2 separate regions of the Mus musculus genome follow, and region 2 is linked to region 1. Evidence: chromatin contacts called from public HiChIP or PLAC-seq data. All regions are on one chromosome and are shown on one strand. The core of a region is the stretch at or near the end of the contact, and the rest is flanking DNA. Distances in the headings are between cores, read along the strand shown. Region 1 has its middle 27 kb from the start of Edn1. Region 2 has its middle 100 kb from the start of Phactr1.

Region 1 (3,680 bases), core at 200-2,699:
TAACATTTCCTGTGGGAAGTTTCTTTTTTTTTTTTTTTTTTTTTTCATTTTTTTTATTAGGTATTTAGCTCATTTACATTTCCAATGCTATACCAAAAGTCCCCCTTACCCACCCACCCCCACTCCCCTACCCACCCACTCCCCCCCTTTGGCCCTGGCGTTCCCCTGTACCGGGGCACACAAAGTCTGCGTGTCCAATGGGCCTCTCTTTCCAGTGATGGCCGACTAGGCCATCTTTTGATACATATGCAGCTAGAGTCAAGAGCTCAGGGGTACTGGTTAGTTCATAATGTTGTTCCACCTATAGGGTTGAAGTTCCCTTTAGCTCCTTGGGTACTTTCTCTAGCTCCTCCATTGGGAGCCCTGTGATCCATCCATTAGCTGACTGTGAGCATCCACTTCTGTGTTTGCTAGGCCCCGGCATAGTCTCACAAGAGACAGCTACATCTGGGTCCTTTCAGTAAAATCTTGCTAGTGTATGCAATGGTGTCAGCATTTGGAAGCTGATTATGGGGTGGATCCCTGGATATGGCAGTCTCTACATGGTCCATCCTTTCATCTCAGCTCCATACTTTGTTTCTGTAACTCCTTCCATGGGATGTGGGAAGTTTCTAATATTTTCTCCTAGGTCTCAATGGTTACAATATGTTTTAAACTGCCACCTTGTCACCCAGTTCCTGTTTTGTTTTGTTGTTTTGTTTTAAGCCACTTAAAAAAATACTTGTAATTCCAACAGAAAAACCCTAATGAGATGCCTGGGTTCTGAAACAAAGACTTAATGAGGAAGCCCTTGCTTGAGCACCCTCAGGATGTTGACAAGGTCCCACCACGCCTGTGAGTCTCCCACTGTGAGCTGGCAGGGCTCCTACCACCCAGAAAGTGATAGACAAACTCCCTGGAGATGTCTTGCCCCCAGGGGGAATACAAACAGAAGAGGCAGAAATCAGAGCCACCTCCAGAGTGGTGATGTGAAGAGGTTACCTTCTAGCTTGTGGGGGAGGGCTCCCACCCCCTCTTTGTCCTCCCTGTGTCCTTGACACAGACAAGCCAAAGAGAGAGGTAAAGTCCCTTGGCAATCTTGCCTAGTAATAACTCAAAAGAGGAACACCCATAATCTGTTGAGCTAAAGAGCAAAGAATATCCCTTTGGGGAGAACAGAATTTTTAATAGGAGACAGGTCAGTCTGAGTTTTGTTTTCTGTTAAAGACGCCAGCCAACATTCCTAAATCTAGATGTTATGAATAAACAAAAGTAAAGGGGAAACTAGTCACCCGTGGTCCATGACAGTAGGTAGACAATGATGTACAAAGATCTGTCCTTTTTACACAGGAATTTTACTTCCCATATTTAGAATCATGCACCCCACCCCCACCCCTTGGGGGAAGGGACTGCCTGCTGAAGAAAGGTCCCGTAGTGCCTCCTTGCATAGTTTGTGCCATGAGTCATGGCTGGGCCATGCCTTGTCCTTCAGCTCCACTGAGAAGAGTCACTGTGCACTGTATTCCTTCCTTCTGACACAGTCTGACTTCACTAGAGATTGAGTTCCTCTTTTGACTTACATGGTCAGCCAGGAAACCCTACTCACAACAGATAGAGCAGGGTGGAGTTTAAGTCCCAGTATGCATTGGATGGAAACACCTCTCCCCGTGTGCTGAACTGTCTTTGAAAACTTTCCAAACTATGGTAGTACTGAGTGGTAATATTAAACCTCCCTAGATTGGGAGGGGGGTGGCAACATGTGAAGAAATAAAAAAGGGGGAGGTAAGCTAGAAGAGCATAGAAAGTATCTGTGAAGTGCTCAGCCACAAAACTGAGACACCTAGATCATATTATATCAGCCAGGCCCTCTCCAGCCCAGGATCAGGGAGCATGGCAAAACAGACCATGGAAAAATCTCCTCCAGCCAGGGGTCAAGAAGGACCAGATTGAAGCAGCATCACTAGACAGGACAGAACCACTACACTCCATGAACTCGCAGCTGCTGTGGTTGGCGGCATCAGATCTGCACAAGATCAAGCCAGTCAGCATTCCAGAACAGAACGGGGAAGGGCTTGTGAGCCTTCTCTCAGCTGAGGGGCTACTATCCTCTGAAGGCTTCTAGGGGAAAGAGACTCGGCTTTCTTTAAGACCAGGATCCTTGGAAGATTGGCCATGCTTTAATGAATGCTTCACACCCATGAGTATTTGGACAGTATAAACTGGAATCAGTGTGTTATTTAAAAAACAAAAGAAGATCTGAAGTCGGGCTGGGAGGGATAAGGTTGGGATGGATCTGTGAGGGGCTAGAAAGAAGAGTAAAAGATGAATATGATCAAATTTCATTGTTTTGGGGTATGAAATTCTCAAAGAGTTAATAAAAATATAATACTTTTTAAATTAAAAATAACCTAAAAGGATCATTTAAGTTATTAAAAATGAACTAGGAAGATTTAGGTTGAAGGAAACATTTTTGATTCATCTGTCCACCTTTTATTGCATTGAAAGACTTTGGGAGACAAAAAATGAAAATTGCTAGGACGACATGTGTCTATGTACATATACACACACAGAAGTTATTTATTTAAATTGTTTAACTTGACTATATGGGGAGAGGATATTCTCATTGAAGGGTTTGTGAAAAAGTCTTCTGAATGCAAGCATATCAATAAACTGTTCGCTTGAACACTTGTGTTAGATACCTTGAGTGACAATAAAAGTCACAAGTCCCCACCAGCCAACAGCTCCAGCTTCTGCTGGTGCAAGTTTTGCATCCTATATCAGAACTGCTTCTGGAAACTTCCCATGTCTGATAGTTGTTAAAGTGAAAATTCTGAATCTCCATAAATGAATGATAGTTCTTACTCAAGAATAGAGAAGACTTGGTTCTCCCTCTCTTTTTTTCTTTCCATCTTGAAAACTGTATTTAGAGCTTTGGCTTGCATGATAATAAATGCCCATTTACATTTATGAACAGGAGATACACAAATTTATGTTTACCATAACCAAGTATAATTCTTCATGAAAGACCAAGTATATTTCTTGATGTACAAAGATCTGTCCTTTTTACACAGGAATTTTACTTCCCATATTTAGAATCATACACCCCACCCCCACCCCTTGGGGGAAGGGACTGACCAAGTGGTGCCATCTAATAAGGACCTTGGTACCTAGTATAGAAGTGAATGGATGGTTACTCGTGAGAATTGAGGAAATACTTAGATATATTAGCTTTAGAAAGCAGAAGACTCCTGGGACACAAAGTTTCAATGCTCTTTTAACAAGTCTAAGAATGCTCAGGGAAATATTGAGAAAAGACTTGTCAGATAGCAGGTGCAATATGGACTCTTTCAGTACATCATGGAAGAATCCATTGGAGGCACTTCAGGTAAAAGAAGAGAAAGGCATTGCTAATTCTAATCTCTCTCTCACACACAAGCTGAACTTTCGAATTGAGCTACACCACACACATCTCAAATGCAAGCTCTCCTTGGACTTCAAAAGATGTTTCCTTGAAACTTTGTGTGTTGACCTTGGTGTGACATCACTTTTTCAGAATCAGAAACTAGAACCACATATAATCTCTTCTCACAAAACAACATAATGTTCCTAATATTCACCAACCATGTGCCAACCATGAAACTTTGAACTAACTACCTTATTTTAATTTTTATTTATTATTTTCACATATTACTTTTTAAGTT
Region 2 (3,991 bases), core at 885-3,384, 250 kb before region 1:
CTTTTCAACCTGGTTTCTGCCTCTGGCCATCTTTGCTATCTATTTTTACTATCTTTCTCCCATGTCTACCAGCAATTGCCTCCATCTTTGAAACAGTCATTTTACCTGGTACGGTGATACACAGCTAAAATCTTAGGTCTTGAGTTCAAGGCCAGCCTGTGCCTCTCTAGTGAACCCTAAGCTAGCCAGGGCTCCATACTGAGACTCTGCTTTAAAAAGAGTCAAAGAGTTGTCTTTGCTCTCAGCTAGGCTGTCATTTCCTACCGGAGCATGGCCCCCATCACCAATCTAATGGCCACAGCACTTACAGCATCTCTGTTAATCCCTTCATCTAGCTTCTCAAGGAGAAAGCCAGATTTTCCTTCCTGGGAATCAGCTGACTTTGCCCACTATTTGGGAAGGAAATGAGGCCTTGGCATGCTTCTTTAGTACATACCAAGTACATACATGCATTTGATGGGCATCCATGGTGCAAGGCACAAATTACATACTTCTTTTCCTGACTGCACAGTAAACCTCCACTTTGTGGCAGAGCCTTTGTTTCTTATCCCTACTGGAGCTGGTGTTGACAGGAGAGATTCGTGAGGATTCTCTACAGTTCTGTTACATTTATTATCATCAGCACTGAGCCAATATTCCTTTGCTTTTAAATACCCATGGGAAGTCTAACACCCAGTGATGACATTCTGCCTTTGTGGGCTTATACCAACAGGATGAGAGGAACCACCTACCCAGAACAAAGACATCTTAAATCAAGAGCAAAGCTAAGGCAACAGTGGAATTTCTAGGGGCCACCAGAGTAGGTTTCTTTCTGCCTATGCTTAGGTTCAGCAAGTCATTCTGCAGGGCTCGTCCCTGGATATGCTGCAACGTTATTGAATAACGCTGGGTGGTTCTTCTAGCATTTGGAAAGGTGACCATCTCAGAACCAGAGAGTTAATTTTTCCTTAGAAGCCAAGTCATTCTTTTTCTGTTGTTCATGAATAAACTAAATGACATCCTTTGAAACATTTTTTAAAAAAGATTTATTTTTGTCATATGTATGTGACTACACTGGAGCTGGTGTTGACAGGAGAGATTCATGAGGATTCATGAGCTGTCTTTGGACACACCAGAAGGGGGCATCGGATCCCTTTCCAGATGGTTGTGAGCCACCATGTGGTTGCTGGGAATTGAACTCAGGACCTCTGGAAGAGCAGTCAGTGCTCTTAACCACTGAGCCATCTCTCCAGCCCAAATGACGTCCTTTGGCATACTTAGGAGTTCCTGGTGCCAAAACAGAGAACGTTCATTCTATCTATCCTTCTAAGTCAATTTTTTTTTCAAATACCTTTATCTTGGTGAGTCCACCATTTATCTTTTAGGAAATCTATGGGAACTGGCAAGTACCCAGGCTGGGTGTGCTTGAAGGATGCTGAAACCTGCTCACTTGAAGCTTCCTTCCCTAAGACCTTCCCACCCAGATCCATCTTTCCCTTTGTCGGATCCACAGAGATGGTACAGCTGGTTTTTAATCTGATCTTACCCAGGGCTATTCACCCACCAATAAAAGTGAACAGCCACCCTCCCCTATACCACCTGTTCTTCGGTTGTTAGAGGGTCCTTTGCTTCTTTTGCTTCTGTTTAAGTTTTTCTTTTCTCTCTTTCCCTCACAAACCAGTATCCATCAGAAGGCTATGCCCAAATTAAGATTTTGAAGAAAAGAAAGGAGGAGAAGGAAGAGGAAAAGGAGGAGGGGGGAGAGGAGGAGGAGGAGGGAGGAGGGGGAGGGGGAGGAAGAGGAGGGAGGAGGAGGGAGGAGGAAGAGGAGGGGGAGGAGGAAGGAGGAGGGAGGAGGAAGAGGAGGAGGGGGAGGAGGAGGAGGAGGAGGAGGAGGAGGAGGAGGAGGAGGAGGAGGAGGAGGAGGAGGAGGAGGCTGCAGCAGCTCCAGCAGCCGCTCAGGAGCACAGGCTCCATATCCTATGGTCTTGTGTTTAGGATAAGGTTTTAAGAAACAATGATTTCTGAGCTGAAACCACGTGTAGAAGAAACAACCTCAGGAGAATTTTGTGAAAATTGCAACATGCTTGGGATGATTGGGCTTTAACTTTGTGTGATCATCAGTCCTAAAAATAGTTTATTTTCTCTTGCTAATACCGTTAGAGAACGCTGATAAAGTCAGCTGAGAGGGTCGAAAGAGGGAAGCTCATAAATCACAGCATTCCACTAATTCAAAAAGCCACAAACTCGCATATTGGGAAATAGCAAAAATTACAGGCCACAAATTCAGTGGTATGAAAGGATAGGAAGTTTCTTACGGAAATCTGCCTGGTCTCTACCTAAATCAACTCTGTAAAATACTAGTTCGCATATACCATAAATTCATCTAGTGTGAAAAAAAAGAAAAGAAAGGCGAGGGAAAGCCCAGGCTTGTTCTCCAGAGTCAAAGCAGCAGGGCTGGAGACTGCCTCTGTACAGAAATGTCTGTCAAGACTGGCTGTGGAATTTGAAGCCTGAAGGAGAAGCGCAAGCATCTGTAGTTCCAGCGCCCCCTACTGGCGATAGGAGGTGGCGACAGGAGAATCCACAGAAGCTCACAGCCAACTAGCTGCATGAAGAGAACCCAAGTCAAACAAGGTGGAAAGTTGATATCAGACACCCAGAAGCTGTCCTCTGACCTACACATGAACACTCGCGCACACTCACACGTACCACTCACGCAAAAAAGTTTAACAGTAACAATGATAATGATAATGGCCCACCAAAAATCTACCCATAGAACTTTGCTCCAAGCGAGAGACTGGGGCGGGGCTTCCTCCGCTTAGGGATGCCTAAGAGGACTAGGAGCCTCCTGCCCCAGATTTGTGATGCTCTCAGTCTTGGTCTGATAAGGTGTCTGCAGTGGGTAGTGGTTAATGCAGAGGCCTTAAGTGTCAGAGTGCTGAGTGTAAATGGATATCAGTGCTTAGCCACGGATTGACCATCTCTATGGCTCTTCACCTCTGCCCACCAAGGCAGAGACAGAATGGAAGTTGGGGGTGAGAGAGCCAAACCGTGGGGAAGAGTGCTGTCTGTGGACATGTGTTTCTGATGCACAGGCAAACTCACAGGAGCTAAAGATACTACATAAGACCTATCCAGGACCAAGCCAGTTCCATCTTGGATAGGGGAGAAAGTACTGAGACCCCACCCCTAGCTGAGAAACGTTTGTCCAGAGCATCTCAGCAAATACTCTGTTTCTTCAGGCTGAGGTAAAAGGCGGAGACTACACTTTCAAACTATTTCTTCTAAAGGCATATGTTTAAAAGCCTGAACTCTGAAAAGCATAGAGGCATTCCACCTTGCTTCTGATGCCTGCTCCTTTGGGGTCCTCAGAGAGCACTGCATTTTAGCACCTAGAAAGAACTTCAAATAGAGTAAAAATATAATACAAGAAAAAGTATTGTTAAAAGTGTGATGTATCCAAGAGAGCCAATAAAACATTTACACGTGGTGGTTTACAAAACAGCAATTAAAAAATAGAGTATTGCCAGCGTTTTTGAAATCACCCTTCGTTCCTGTAAAGCTCAGCAGTGCAGTCCATCCTCTGCATCATTAGAGCCAGCTACTGTCTTTAATTTCCTGTGCAGTTTCTACTCTGAACCAGTTTTACTTTACAGGTTCACTCACCCCCTATCCTGTGTGTGTGTGTGTGTGTGTGTGTGTGTGTGTGTGTGTGTGTGTTTGTGAGAAAGAGAGATAGAGAGAGACAGAGAGACAGAGAGACAGAGAGACAGAGAGAGACAGAGACAGACAAAGAGACAGAGAGACAGAGTAAGACAGAGGGGGGGGGGACAAGCAAGCTGCTTTGGGGAGTCAGCTGACACTTTCATGTAATAAGTAGAGAGAGCTGTCATTCTTTCTTGGATGAGAACAGGCTGTTCTTTTAGGGGGAAAAACACCTAATAAACTATGATGTGTTTTTCAAATATTTAACCAGGGAGAACATCAACACGTGTATAAGGGAAGACAT

The links. HiChIP or PLAC-seq counts read pairs in DNA pulled down with a chosen protein or histone mark.
Region 2: an H3K27ac HiChIP or PLAC-seq map of embryonic fibroblasts shows a contact between it and region 1, with 6 times the contacts expected there. The contact joins two enhancer-like sites. A contact is called at or near these places in 13 of 484 Hi-C or Micro-C datasets (3T3-L1-derived adipocytes, B cells, the CH12 cell line and 7 more), 2 of 115 datasets of contacts at active chromatin or transcription factors (bone marrow-derived dendritic cells and embryonic fibroblasts) and 1 of 9 other capture datasets (bone marrow-derived macrophages).

Annotation. Positions count from the first base shown.
Region 1 is chr13:42,326,535-42,330,214 of GRCm38.p6, reverse strand. No RefSeq gene overlaps it. Among named protein-coding and RNA genes, the nearest start is that of Edn1, 27 kb to the right of the region's middle. Within about 2 kb of position 1,449, at least 97 of the 459 cell types and tissues checked have an H3K27ac peak or open chromatin away from gene starts, as enhancers often do. A contact at or near this core is called in embryonic fibroblasts, where this site is marked.
Region 2 is chr13:42,574,439-42,578,429 of GRCm38.p6, reverse strand. No RefSeq gene overlaps it. Among named protein-coding and RNA genes, the nearest start is that of Phactr1, 100 kb to the left of the region's middle. Within about 2 kb of position 2,134, at least 32 of the 459 cell types and tissues checked have an H3K27ac peak or open chromatin away from gene starts, as enhancers often do. A contact at or near this core is called in embryonic fibroblasts, where this site is marked.